Linked DNA regions of Mus musculus: all the other regions are linked to region 2. Evidence: chromatin contacts called from public HiChIP or PLAC-seq and promoter capture Hi-C data. All regions are on one chromosome and are shown on one strand. Each heading gives the region's core, a stretch centred on a gene start, on an enhancer-like site or on the middle of the called end of the contact. The rest is flanking DNA. Distances are from core to core; before and after follow the strand shown.

Region 1 (2,799 bases), core at 92-2,591, 2.8 Mb after region 2:
GTCTCCAGCTCCAAAGGGACCTCATACACACATTGCAAAGATCACTGTCTCCACAATTCCTTCTGCTCACTTCACTCTTGGGAATCCTGGAGAGCCAGATCAAGCATATGGAAGGGACTTGTCCCGTGTCCCTCTGGGTACTTCTTTCAGTATATCCAGTGGTAGGATGCTGAATGGGCTATGTGGAAATACTTGCAAACATTCTTATTATGCCCTAGGTGGCACCATGACAGGCTTCCAAGAGAAAGAGGACATTAGGCCTCTGAAGACTGGGGCTTAGTAGCCTAGGCTTTGGACAAAGAGCAAGGGGTTTGTTGGGGAGAGGCCTGGGGAACTTGAAGACCAGCTGGAGGGGCCTCAGACCCACTCCTCACAACCCTTATTGCTTAGTTCTGTACCATCTGCCAAGACACAGATCTGTGGCAAGAGCTCATGGATCTTGTCAAAGATGACTATGAACTTGAACTGTTCCTCCTACCTCCACACCACCATTCCTGGATCACTAATAATTATGATATTATTTATTTTTTATTTGTTTTTTTTTAGCTTAAAAAGATTTATTTTGTAAGTATTGTGCTTACATATATGTATCAACAGTGTGTCTGATCTTCAAGATAATTCTGAAGCACCATTGTGGGTTCTGAGAAACACAGGATCCTCAGCAAGAGTAGAAAGTAATCCTAACCACCGAGCCAGGGCCCCCCATCCCGTATGTGTGAGTGTGTGCGCGCATGCGTGTGTGTGTGTGTGTGTGTGTGTGTGTGTGTGTGTGTGTGTGTGTGTACGCACGCGCATTTGTATGTGTTTTATGCAGGCTTGTATTCCAGAGTGGTTCTGAACTCATTATGTAGTCAAGGATGACCTGTTTGACCTTCTGGTTCTGCCTAAACGTTCAGGATTATAAACCTGTGCCAGGCGTATGCTGCGCCGAGGAGCAAACCCAGGGCTTTGTGCATGGCATACAAGCACTTACAACTGTGACACATTTCTAGTGCCCTGACCCAGACGTATTATCTTGTGTACTTGACTCCGGAGCCCTTTTCAATTCCAACAGACCAGCAAATCAGGTAACAAGGCTGGGAGGTGCTGAAGGAATGAGGTATATGGAGAACTACAACTCCCGGTATGCATCTGACCCACCTCACACATTAATTTTTGGTAAGGGGGCCGTGAGCCTGCCTGGGAACGACAACTCCCGGCGTGCCTTGGTGCACTTTACCTATTTCCGGCGCGGTGCGGGCGGGGGGTGCGGGGGGTGGGGTGGGCAACAGCAGAATGCCTGCCAAAAAAAAACCACATTTCCCGGCATACCCACGGGCGCTCATTACGCACTTCCGGCGCGGCTGCGACCGCGCGCTCCGGGCGGCTACGGCGACACGGGCAGTGGCAGCAAGGGTACAGCTCCTGCCCCTTCAGTGACGGGCGGCGGAGCTGACAGGAGCCGGGGCGGGGCGGCGGCGGCCAGCGAAGGAGCGCACGGCGGCCCGGCCCCGCCCCTGGTCCTCCCGCCAGCCTCAGTGACCTTCACTGGTTCGGGCGGCGGGTGCAGGCCCGGGCGGCGGCGCGATGTTCGTGCAGGAGGAGAAGATCTTCGCGGGCAAGGTGCTTCGGCTGCACATCTGCGCAGCCGACGGCGCCGAGTGGCTGGAGGAGGCGACCGAGGACACATCGGTGGAGAAGCTCAAGGAGAGTTGCCTCAAACATGTAAGGCCGAGCTCCTTACGACCCAGTTCCACCTCTGCCTCCGTTCTGAAAACCAGAAACCTAGACTTATGTCCCAGACTCCGCCCCAGTCCCCAGCCTTCTGGTTGCCCCGACACTCCTATCTCTACCTAGACGCCAGATTTTCGCTTCTTCCTGGACCGGTCCCCAGTCCCTGCCGTGCAGCCCGCTGCTCCCAGCCTTCGCTCCTCCGGGCCTGGGCAGCGCCTTCCGCTCCTCCAATCACAAACCTAGTGCTCAGAGAAGAGCATCTGGCCCCCGCTGTTGAGCGAGCTTTATTTAATTTCTGCAACGTGCTAGGGAGGTGAAGGCGAGAGTGAACAGAGACTGGGAGAGGCAAAGGCAAGGGATCATGGTTTTCTAGCCTTGGGGCTTGCCTGCTGTTGGGATGAGCTTTTAGTTTCCTCCAGAAGCTGGAAGTAACTAGATCCCATTATAAGAGGACTGGCTCCTTGCCTGAGGAGCCAGCTGCTAGGAGCCCATGGCCGGGACTTGACACTTAGCAGTAGTCACTTAAAATAGTGTCACTGTGGGACAAGTTCCTTGGCTTCTACTTTCTATTGGGGCAACAGTTGATTGAGTGGGAAGGTCCAGGATGACTGTCTCCTGCCAGCAAGTGGCATTTGTTAAGTTTACTTACATTCAGTGAACGTTGTACTATAGTTAGCCTTTTAGTTTTAGTTAAGTCTTGGAATTAGTTCTTGAAGCCTTCCTGGCTCTAACTGCTCCCAGTTGAAGATGAAACAGATGTCTGTTAGACACTGGTAGCCTATGGAAGCACCATGCCAGACAAGATTAGTGCCAGATAGCTTTTTAGAGGGGACTCTTCGGAAAGTTAGGGATCTACAGCAGTAGGTTGTGTTAAAGTTCAGCATTGTGTTTCCTCTAAAGGCAGTCTTCAAGTTACTATAGCAGCTGCTTGCAAAGGGTAGTTTATCATCTGTGTGCCTTTGTGTAGTCAGTGTGTAATGTCAGGCAGGCTCCAAGAGATCTGTTTCAAGCCCCTCTTCTGCAGTGCATTAGATGTTGAGTAACCGTGGGTCTCAGTGTCTGTGGTTCACCTCAATGAGGCTCACA
Region 2 (2,700 bases), core at 26-2,525:
TACTGTATTCCAAAGCTGACATCTATACCAGCCCAGGTCTACCCTACAGTAAATCCTATGCCCTCTCCTCCACTATCCGGAGGGTTGTCTGTATTTCTCCTCCCACATAGTTTCAACTATACCAATGGCTTGCTGAAGAGTCCTTACTCATCACCTTCTAAGCTTAATAAGGTCCCTCCTTCCTTCTACCAAGGTGCAACTAGGCAGTGGGTGTGTTAGTCAAAGGAGTTTAAAAGCATTGGTTGACCTGAAACTGGCTGGGCAATTTGTATTTCATTATTATCTTTTGGGTGAGGGGGATGAAGCCTCCTATCACATCTTCCCACTTTCAAGAAGATAAACCAGCAACCCTAAAACCATCTTTTTGCTGTAAGAGTCACTTTTCTCCTCTCGAGGGAACGGATACGTGGATGAAAACGTCCCGTTTAAAAGCTCAAAGAACCGAGTCCAGTCTCCATTCCTAACAGAAGTGACCCTTCCTGCCAGCAGAAGACCTGGCTCCCGACAGTTAAGACCTCATGTCTCAGGCATTATTTTCCAGCTTGGATACACCCAGCCTCCAATCCTTATGCTGACTAGTCCCCCGTCCCGTCCCCCCCTCCCCCCAGCTAGTCTCAAGAACTTGACTAGTTACTACAGCCTGCAATTCTAACCTAAGTTCTCAGACAATCTCAGGAGCCCGCCGGTCTCTTGCTCCCAAGGCGGGGTTCCCCGCTCGTTCACGTGTTTCCGAGAGCAGCCCGGCAGCCCCTCTGGACATCTTAAAGAACTCGACCGGACCTGATCACTGTGGCACCTCCCGGGCTGGGGTTGCACTCACCCGCTTCATCTGGACCTGAGTGCGTCCGAAGCACGTCCTGGAAGGCCGGTCAGGCAAAGTGCTGCAGACAGTAGCCAAAGCCCAAGTGCGGAGCCGCGGAACCAGCAGGGAGCCCAGGTAGCACGTGGAGAGGGAGGATCTTCGCAACTATCGCCGGTCCGCCGCCGCCCCTTCCGGGTCCGGGAGCCGGGACGGCACGCACCGGCGGGAGACAAGAGGCCTCACACGCCTCCGAAACCGGAAGAGGCCGAGCGCCGCCCACCCAGCAGGGTCTCCTTTAGCCACCACGCTGGTCTTCTCAGCTTTTCAGTCACCCACGGAGGCTCACTCTCCCGTGGGCTCTTAGTCGGACCTAGCACCCAGTGTCTAGGAAAGGGACTCTCTGAAGCGCCCACCTTCTCCGCGTGTCTGCAGGCGCGCCTCGGGTCAGCCCTACCGGAGCGCACTTTCCAGACAGGCAGCTCCACGGCCATCTAGCAGGGTGGCGTTGCCTAGCAACGACGGGGTCCTTTCTGGCTCGGTGGCGCTCGGGGCCTGCGGGGAGTGAACGGGCGCGGAGGGCGCTGGGAGAGGCCGGGGCAAGGTGGCGAGCGTTCAGTGTGCCGGTAACCCGACCTCCTCGCTCCTAGTAAGATGAGCGAGGCGGACCAGGCCCTGGTGGGGCCCAAGGCCGACGAGCCCTCGCCGCCCGCAGAGGAGAAGGACGAAGGGGGCGGGAAGGAGGCGGCTGCCGACGCGGCCCCCGGGCCCAGCGCCTCGTTTCGCCTCATGGTGACTCGGCGGGAGCCTGCCGTGAAGCTGCAATACGCGGTGAGCGGGTTAGAGCCGCTCTCCTGGTCTGAGGACCACCGCGTGTCTGTGTCCACGGCTCGCAGCGTCGCCGTGCTGGAGCTTATCTGCGATGTGCACAACCCAGGCCAGGATCTGGTGATCCACCGCACCTCGGTACCCGCACCTCTCAACAGCTGCCTCCTCAAGGTAAGTCGCCTCCACCGCTTCTCCCGCGGACGCGCCACGGATCCCAAGGGAAGCTGGCCTGCACCCGGCTCTAGGATTCCATGTGCATCCAACTCTTAATGAAGGGGCTAGCCTCGCCGCAGCTTTTAAAAAGTCGTGCAAGCGTCTTCACTGTTCCTAGACACCCCCGCCCCCCCAGCCAGGATCCGCTATCCATTCCTTCATTACTGGTGGATGGAACAGTTAGAGCCGTTAGCCCCGGGATTTCTGGAACTCTTGTGACTCCACCCCGCAGCTGACCCAACCCCTGACCTGTCTACCGTTGCTCCTATTGTCTGGGGCCAACTCCCCAGGCCCTGGGCTGGCTTTGTGTTTTCATTCTGTAATGCAAGCGCCCTCCTCTCGCGCCACTTTTGCTTTGAGAAGAAAAACTGATCTATTTCGTTACCTGTTTGACGGTTTCATTGTGAACGGTCCTTGTGTCTCCTTGGGTAGACAGCTCTTAAATCTGGAAGTGTGATGAAAAATAAAACCTCGGAGAGCATCAGGTGCTTAGACTTCCAAGTCCAAGGTCTCTGTAACTCTATAAATTTACTGCCTTCAACTTCATATAACCCAAGTTTGCTCCTGAACTGTAGAGTTTCTAATTTTTGTTGTATTAATGTAACCATTTTCAAACATGGTTTACTTTAGTGAGCGATGTTCCTTTTCATAGTCTATAAATGTAAAAACTTACTTTTATTTTATTTATACCTTCTGTATGTATATGCAGTAGGTAATCTGTCAAAGTGGGTGTGTGTCAAGTGAGTAGGTGCCCAATGGAGTCTGGGATAAATCAGAGTAGAGACAGCCCCTGCCCTCAAGGAGGTTATTTATCCTTTGGCAGGTCATGAACAAATAATGTAGTCTTAATATCATGGTGT
Region 3 (2,700 bases), core at 77-2,576, 2.7 Mb before region 2:
AGCAGAGCGGTGGATGCGGAGCTGGGCGCAAGGTCATCCATTACAATCATGGAGTAACTGAAGTATCATCACACTATTGGATACTCACTGCTCCAACTAGGCAGTAACAACCCACCAGAGAAACTTTTGGGTGAGTCCAACATTTGTGGTAGGTTATAAAACAATGTCTACAGAACCATCAGTATTAATATGCAAAGTATAGGGGAGACAGGTAGGGTTTCCTCGAAGGACTACTGGAAAGTGATGAAAAGACCCCATTTTCACGTGACCGGTCAAACTCTCCCAACAATGAGTCCTGTGGCAGGTATTCTACTAGGAACCAAACCGTCATTAGTTACACAGCCCGACTTTCAAAGAACCAGAGAGTTGACAAAGTCAGAGAAGATAAACATCACTGGATAGAGGAAAGTTTGAGCGTCGGGGTAACTTGTCACTAAGTTTCAGGCAAAATACAAGGACAATTTTGTACTAGGCACCATGCCAGGAGCCAGAGAGGTCCCATATTCATTCAGAGAAGCCTAAGTCCTCTAAAAAGCCAGTTTCACTGACAAAACGCACAATATTGCCAGATGGTAGTTTCACGGTCCGAACGAGTCCATCCCACACTCTTCCCAGTAGAGTTAAGACTAATCGCCAGAAGGAACTCTCGAGGACCACCCACTTAACACCTCCCCTTCTCTCTGCAAAATAGAGAATTTCAAATATAAAATATCCTCGAATTTCTTCCAATATGCTTGAAATGCATTAAGTGGAAGGCGAGGTTTCCCAAAGCTGCAGAAGCCACGTCCAGGGCGTGAGATGGATGCCTGGGGTCTACAACCAGGACCTGCTGGGATCTGAATCATGGAGAGCAGGCCGCTGGGTGCAGTCGGGCGCGCGGGCGCCAGGAGCGCTTGGCAAAAGCTTCCTCTGGCCCCGGAGCTCCCGAGGGAACCGCCCGGGCCTCCCGCGACTCGCGGCCCTAGGCGCCCACCGGAGGCGTCGGCGCAGCGGCCTCCCGCCCCCGGCCTCCCGCGCCCGTACCTGCCGGACCCGGTGCAGGGCATCCACAAAGCCCTCAGCCTTCATGCCCACCGGAGCGCTCTGCCCCTGCACCAGCTCCGCCATAGCCAAGCCCACCGCCACCGCCGTCGCTCGGCTCCCCCGGTCCGGCCTCCCACTCCGCTCCGGGACCCGTAGCCGGAAAGGGAAAGTCGCCCCACTTCCGGCGGAAGGGAAGCGAAGGGAAGGCACTGCTAGCTCAGAGGGAGACAGAGAGAGAGAGAGAGAGAGAGAGAGAGATAGGTTGGGGGAAAGCAGCGTCTGTGAGGCGGGGTCTCAAAGCACGTGACCGCTGTCCGGCCGGAAGTGGGGGCGTGGCCGTGGCGCGAGGGGGGCCTGCCCTGGGCACAGGCAGATGTCCGTCAAAAAGACCAGGTTGCGACCCCGCCCTCCAAAGGCGTGGGCCCCAGGCCTTTAGCAAGCGTGGGACCGCCACCGCGGCGCAGGTGCGGCCTTATAGTCCCCCGCTGTGTGGTTTTGCCACCTGACGGAGGAGAAACTTGGACTTGGCTCTTCCAACACCTTACCCAAGCCGTCGAGGTGCACTGGCAGCCCCCTCCCTCTCGAAGTGGGGTCGTGGTGTGCTGCATTGACTGAGATTGAGCACCTTACTTGGTACTAGGACCCTTAGTACGGCAGGGCTCCGCCTTTGCTGCAGGGAGTCCCAGGCTCCAGAATGGGCCATCAGTTTGCCAAGGATCGGTTTGATGACACTGCTCAAAAGAAGCCTGGTGTCCTCTTTCACATTCTTTCACCCGGGTAACAGGAAATACCGTGGGACCATCATTGCTTCCGGGCCTGCTGAGGCAAGAGATCTTTAGGAATGTTTGAATGCTTGAGGGGAAGGAAAAGGGGGGAGTCTCACTTCAGAACCCCCTGCCTCCGTCAGAACAAAAAGTTACACCCCACTGTGCCAATATGTATGGGCAGTGGGTTTGTACGGAAGTTCAGGAGTTCAAGGTCATGTTCTAGGTCACCCGCAGCTAGCTACTTGAAACTCAATTTACTATTCTTTCCTTCCATTCTTCGTTTCAGTGTGTGCGTGTAGAATGTGTCACCACATACATGTGAAAGTCAGAGGACAACTCCCTAGAGTTGGTTATATACTTCCACCATATGGGTCCCGGGAATCAAACAGGTTATCAGGTCTGGCAGCAAACACCCACACCGCGGAGCCACCTCATCAACCCTGAGGCTCTCGTTTTTTTTTTTTCTTGGATTCCTAGAGTTTGGCACATAGCAGATGCTTAGGAAACTAATTCTAAGTTGAATATCGCTGACTCTGAATGATTCCTAGATTATGGCAAAATCAAAGAAGCTGGCCAAACTGCACAGGTTGATCACTTTAGACAGATCATTTCCAAACCCGTAGGGGAGACCAAGCTGGCACTCTGGATGGTGGAGAGTTTTCACTTCATCTATGCTTGAGTTTAGCAAACACAGAGTTTCAATCTTCAGGACAGACTTGGCCCTACTTGACGTTTGTCCTACCAACCTCTGAGGAAACACTGTCCACTCTTCCATACTCCCAACTGGCTGGCCCTGATGAGTAGAAATGGGATGTTCTTCTATCCAGGGTCTCTTTATCTAACACTTATTACAAACCCCCTGTTGATTTGGTTGGCGCTTGGTATCTGTTCAATGAATACGTAAAGAATT
Region 4 (2,700 bases), core at 108-2,607, 2.9 Mb after region 2:
TCCATGGGTACCCAGCCCTAACCAATTTTTATTTCATTTTATTTTAAACAGGGTCTCACTATGTGGTTTTGGCTGACCTGGAACTCGATTAGAAACAGGGTGGCTCTGAAGTCACTGAGATGCACTTGCCTCTGCCTCCCAAGTGCTGGGTTCAAGATACTTGCCACATGAGGCCACTATCCATTTTTTGTTTGTTTTGTTTTTTGAGACAGGGTCTCATCTCCAGTAGCTGAAGCCGGCCTTGAATTTCATCTAGATCCTCCTGCCTCCAGTCTCCCCACTGCAGGGATTACAATCATGGGATACCATGCCCAGGCTCATCCGCGGCTCTTTCTGACTACATCATACATGCACTTGGACTTGAGGGACAGCTACCTGTACAACATCCACTCTACACACTGCCTTCTTCATACATAGGGCGGCTCTGGCAATGACAGAAGTTAAACACCTTGAAGTTTGCAGATGATGGTTAGTAAGGTCACCCACGCCCGGGCCGGAGGGTTCCTGAGCCTTCCCAGGGGCTGGTGCGCACACAGTCCGCTCTTCAGTGACATCTTTCTCCTTCCGCACCCAGTTTTCAAAAATATACTATTGCTCCTTTCAAGCACTAAAATGCAGGTCACACGCGACGATGGTCCTAGGCTGGCATCCATTTCCCTTAGATGCCAAAACTGGTTGAGAGATCTGATAGTGCCCACCGAGGAGGAGGAGGAGGCGGAGCTCGCGGTTGCTCCGGACTCCCGAGAGCTGCGGGGATTGTTTCTCTGGGCTAATCTCAGGCGCAGTTCTCGAGCCGCACACACTCTGCGACGCCCACTTTCTGCCAGTCCGGGCGGAGACGTCTTGGCATCTCAGTCCACAGATGCAGCACCGGTGCAGACTCTAAGGGCGCTCAGTTCTCAGAGAGCTGGCCTTGCCAGAGGTAGAGGCGAACGTCTCTGCACACAGGACTGAGGCTCAATCAAGGCCAGAGATTAGTCTCTCAAGTTGCTAGGAAACAGGCTAGCCCTCAGAAGAGAATACTGCGCCTGCGCGGGATCCGGACAGGGGCGTGTCCACTGTGCCGGGGGGTGGGCGGGGAGGGGCCGGATGGACTAGCGTGTATGCAGCCTTGAGGACGAAGTAGAGGCGGGGCCGAGGGTGTGTCCATAGCTACTAAGGACACGGACTGGGCTAGGTTAGAGGGGCGTGCCTACTCTGCAGGACCAGGGCTGGGGGCGGGGCTGAGGGTGTACCCAGAGCATCTGAAGAAGGGGACAGGTACGGAGCCTTCAGGAGGAGGGCGGGGCGAGCGGGCGGTGTTACGGGCGGTGCCTACTGCGCTTGCGGAGAAAGGTGGGGCTGCGGGGGGCGGTAAGTGCGCCTGCGTGACGCGGCGGCGGCGCGTTAGCTCCCACCCGTTGGCCGCCGCCTCAGCTGCCGCTTCTCCTGGGCCGCGCACGCGCCTCCGCCACCGCCCCCGGCCCGTGCTCGCACCGCGCTTGCCCCGCGCCTGCCCCGCGCCTTCCTCGGCCGGCGCTTGCCCGCCGCCGCCTGCCCGGCCCGCTCGGCGCCTTCTCGGCCTCGGCTCGGCGCCCGCAGCATGCAGCAGCCTGGGTGGCGGCGGCGGCCGTGAAGTAAGGGCCGTGCGCCCGGGCGGGCGGCGCGGGAGGGCGGCGGCGTCTTTGTTGCGGCCGGGCTGCCGCGGCCTTTGTCTGCAGATGGTGGACGCGGGCGGTCGCTGTGCCGCCGAAGGCTGGAGGAGGATGGAGGCGCCCCCGGAGGGCGCCGACCTGGTGCCGCTGGACCGCTACGACGCGGCGCGGGCCAAGATCGCCGCCAACCTGCAGTGGATCTGTGCGAAGGCCTATGGCCTAGGTGGGCGGGCGCGGCGGGGTCCGGGGTCGGGGGATGGGATTACAGGGAGACGGACGGGGAATGAATCCGGTTCCAGGATGGTACTAGAGGGGAGCCGACGGGGAACGCACTGGTTTCGGATGCGACCGGGAGGTGTCGGACGGGTATAGGAGCCGGGGTATGGGACCAGAACTGGGGTCGGACTACGACGGGGGATGGGACCAGAGGGGAACGCGACGGCCGCAGAATGGGACCAGAGGGAGACCGACGGAAACGACCAGGTATGAGACCAGAGGGGTCAGAAAAGGGACTGACATGCTGGGGGATGAGAGCAGAGAGTTTCGGACGTTGGACAGACGGGGCAGGTTGGGACCAGAGGGGATCTGACGGGTCTTGGGGGGATGAGACGCACGGGAGGAGGTTGTAAGGTCTAGGGACAAGGAATGGAGACAGAGCCAAGATTGAGAATGAGGCCGGTGACAGGGCCAAGGCGCGCCTTCGCGTGGTGTCAGTTCAAGTCTTGCTGTTCTGGCGGCGGCCCAGGTGAGCGAGCGCTGAGGTAGCCCAGGGTCGGTCCAGGCATGGGACTGTGTTCGCGTGTCATCCATGCTCTCTGAGTCTCGGTGGGTGGAGGGTGCCTATCATGTGCAGTGTTATTCTCTGGCAATTGGACTGGTCCTCTAAGTCCAAGAAAGACTCTTACCTAAATAACCACTGCTTAGCTGTTCCTTACTGCATCAGGGTGACTAGAAGGCTGGATAGTTTGAGACTTAGTCTCAAACTAGAGTTCCAGCCAATCTGGTTTATATATTATGAAATTTGGTACTTAACAGAACAGAAGTTATTGGATACTCCAAAGATACA
Region 5 (2,700 bases), core at 35-2,534, 2.1 Mb before region 2:
CCTGGACTACACGATGAGGCACTGTCTCAGAAAGTATAAATAAAGAGAGGCTAGGCATTTAATCCCAGCCTTTGGAGGGCAGAGGTAGGTAGATCTCTGTGAGTTCCAGGCCTGCCAGACCTACACAGTAAAACTCAGTCAAATAAATAGCAGAAAGCAAAGCAGAGGCCAGATGGAGCACTTCAAGGCAGAGAAAGAAAAGCAGAGGCCAGAGCTACTGAGTAAAGTACCCCAGGCATATGATCAAAAATCGGTAGGTTTTCTTGCCTGGTACACCTTTATCTTCTGCTCATGAGGGAAGTGCAAAGTAGAGACGAACAGGTGGACAAAGTTACTCTTCAGGCCTTTTGGATAAAGGTTTTCAGCCACAATCTGGCTGATAAAATTCTTGCCCGTGCCAGCCCAGCCGTGCAAGGACAGAGTCAATGGTTTCTTGGAATTTTTGTTGTTCCTGAAGCCAGTCAATGCCTTGAGAATCACTTCGGTGGCAAGGTGCTGTCCAAACAGCTTCTCTTCCAAGTCCAGCTTGAGGGCTGCGGAGGCCCGCACCGGAACAAAGAGAAAAACACAGGTTAAAAAAGTACCTGAGTCAGAGGCACAGTTAGCGACTGATCCAGCAGGGCCAGAAGGGATGAAAAATGCAGAGATCTCACAGATCAGAGCCAGAATCATAAGGACCTACAGTCAGATCCTTAAGTGCCAGTTCTCCTTAACATCTAAATGTCAAACAAGCTACACAGATTCTTTCATCCAGGGAAGAACCATTTGGCGGCTGTGCTCCGGGCTAGCTTTCCCGCCACCCCTGATGGCTCGAAAAAAAAACAAACAAACAGCAAGAGCAACAGGCGGGCTTTCTGGATGGAGCTCCACGCCTGGCACCCCCTGGCGGGGCGCACCAGCTGGCCCCGTTGCGTTCAGTTCTCCAGGTGGTCATTGCAAGGCCTGCAAAGGTGTGGCGAGGTCCCGGCCGTGTGTGTCTCCCGCGGCGCCGCATCCAGCAGGAGCGGGAGCCAAGCTCCCAGTGCCCTCCCGCCCGCCCCGACCGGCCCGCGGGCACATACCCGACGTGTTGAGGGGCCGTTCCTCATGGCAGCACTCGGTGAAGCGGCAGTAGAAATCGGTATAGGACAGGTAGCCGGTGAGCGCCGACACGGCCCCGATGGCGATGCCCACGCTTACGGGCTCGAACGCCCCCGCCACGTGGGCGGCCAGCAGCGCCCACAGGGCCGTGGAGCCCCCAAACGCTCCGATTCGTCTCATCGCACGCAGGGAAGCACCGTGCGGCTGCGCTCCGAGCGCAGGATTCAGTCCCAGGGACTGAACTTCCGGTACGGCGCTGTCACTTCCGCTTAGCTAGAAAGCCGCCTTGTTGGAAAGGGGCGGGGAGATTATTGTCACCAACGTTGTGAGTGTCAGGAAACCCTCTAGAGACCATTAAAGGAATTTCATTCCTATCTTTTAGAGGTCCTGTTTGTTTGTTGGTTGGTTTGTTATACAAACACACACACACACACACACACACACACACAGGAGACGGAGAGAGGGAGAGAACGCAGAGATGGATCAGTTGTTAGGGGCACTGACTAGCTCTTCCTGAGGACCTGGGTTCACTTCCAAGCACCCACATTCCTGTTTTGTGACGGTCTCTAACCAGTTCCAGGGGTTCTGCCACTCTCTTTTGGCCTCTGTAAGCACTGCACACACACACACGGGACACAGACATACACGCAAGCAAAACAATCATACACACAACATAATAAAATTATTGGAAAATTATGCACACATAAAAATCAAAAGCCCAGATTGGGCTCCCAGCATCCACATCTGGTGGCTTATGATTGCCTGTACCTCCAGAACTTTTCCTCCGAGCTTTGTGGGCACCTCCACGTATACGGTGCTGTACAGAAGCTCAGGCGTGCACATACATATAAGATAATACATAAATAAATAAAATAATAATAATAATAATAGCAACAATAATGTGTGCTTGTTGTGAGAGAGACAGGGCTGAGCACTAGGGATGTAACGCACATAGGGACACCTGTGGGGGATTCACAAGGGAGACAGACATTTGTCTATGCGCATACCACACAGTGGGCCCCAGGTTGCCCGCTGGGAATTCATCCATGGAGTAGAGTTGGTCCTGCCTTTCAGGACACACAGGCTGTAGGGGAGGCAAGCAAGGGGACAAGGACTACTGAGTCATCAAAGTCCAGGTACTGTGGGGCAGGGAAAGCCTTTGCCTATGCTGAAGATTAGAGGTATTAATCAAAAACCGACGAAGTTGGTCATGCAGAAAACAAGCAGTGGTGTGGTTTATGTAAAGAGTAGAGTTTGTAAACAGCCCGTCTGAAATGTGTGATTACTCCTCCACACGCCTTCATTATATCAACTTGATATAGAATTTGAAGCCACAGGCTTTTTTCCTTTTTGTTTGTTTGTTTGTTTGGGTGTTTTGTTTTGTTTTGTTTTTGGGACAGGGTTTCTCTGCGGAGCCCTGGCTGTCCTTGAACTCACTCTGTAGACCAGGCTGGCCTCGAACTCAGAAATCCGCCTGCCTCTGCCTCCCAAGTGCTGGGATTAAAGGTGTGCGCCACCACCGCCTGGCTGCCACAGGCTTTTAATAGGGACAATACAGCCAACTTGAAGATCATTCCCCAAGGAAATAGATTGTCCATACATACTTGGTCCAGACTTTGC

What was found. Promoter capture Hi-C pulls out the DNA fragments that hold promoters and counts their contacts. HiChIP or PLAC-seq counts read pairs in DNA pulled down with a chosen protein or histone mark. Capture Hi-C pulls out chosen DNA fragments and counts their contacts.
Region 1: a promoter capture Hi-C map of liver shows a contact between it and region 2, with 3 times the contacts expected there. The contact joins the promoter of Ubac1 here to the promoter of Ddx31 in region 2. A contact is called at or near these places in 4 of 39 promoter capture datasets (hippocampal neurons, liver and pre-B cells) and 1 of 9 other capture datasets (liver).
Region 3: a promoter capture Hi-C map of liver shows a contact between it and region 2, with 4 times the contacts expected there. The contact joins the promoter of Fubp3 here to the promoter of Ddx31 in region 2. A contact is called at or near these places in 1 of 39 promoter capture datasets (liver) and 1 of 9 other capture datasets (liver).
Region 4: a contact with region 2 is called in a promoter capture Hi-C map of pre-B cells, with 2.3 times the contacts expected there. The contact joins the promoter of Camsap1 here to the promoter of Ddx31 in region 2. A contact is called at or near these places in 3 of 39 promoter capture datasets (liver and pre-B cells) and 1 of 9 other capture datasets (liver).
Region 5: a contact with region 2 is called in an H3K4me3 HiChIP or PLAC-seq map of embryonic stem cells, with 5 read pairs. The contact joins the promoter of Tor1b here to the promoter of Ddx31 in region 2. A contact is called at or near these places in 2 of 39 promoter capture datasets (liver and pre-B cells) and 1 of 115 datasets of contacts at active chromatin or transcription factors (embryonic stem cells).

What each region holds. Positions count from the first base shown.
Region 1 is chr2:26,020,302-26,023,100 of GRCm38.p6, reverse strand. Ubac1 (ubiquitin associated domain containing 1) reads left to right here and starts at 1,341. Exons shown (of 10, transcript NM_133835.2): 1 at 1,341-1,704. The coding sequence starts at 1,567.
Region 2 is chr2:28,838,981-28,841,680 of GRCm38.p6, reverse strand. It overlaps Ddx31 (DEAD/H box helicase 31), which reads right to left and starts at 1,275. Exons shown (of 20, transcript NM_001033294.3): 1 at 821-1,275. The coding sequence starts at 829. It overlaps Gtf3c4 (general transcription factor IIIC, polypeptide 4), which reads left to right and starts at 1,321. Exons shown (of 5, transcript NM_172977.3): 1 at 1,321-1,798. The coding sequence starts at 1,454.
Region 3 is chr2:31,571,277-31,573,976 of GRCm38.p6, reverse strand. Fubp3 (far upstream element (FUSE) binding protein 3) reads right to left here and starts at 1,326. Exons shown (of 18, transcript NM_001033389.4): 1 at 1,024-1,326. The coding sequence starts at 1,107.
Region 4 is chr2:25,981,939-25,984,638 of GRCm38.p6, reverse strand. It overlaps Camsap1 (calmodulin regulated spectrin-associated protein 1), which reads left to right and starts at 1,357. Exons shown (of 18, transcript NM_001372499.1): 1 at 1,357-1,857. The coding sequence starts at 1,701.
Region 5 is chr2:30,951,585-30,954,284 of GRCm38.p6, reverse strand. Tor1b (torsin family 1, member B) reads right to left here and starts at 1,284. Exons shown (of 5, transcript NM_133673.3): 1 at 1,062-1,284; 2 at 268-533. The coding sequence starts at 1,260.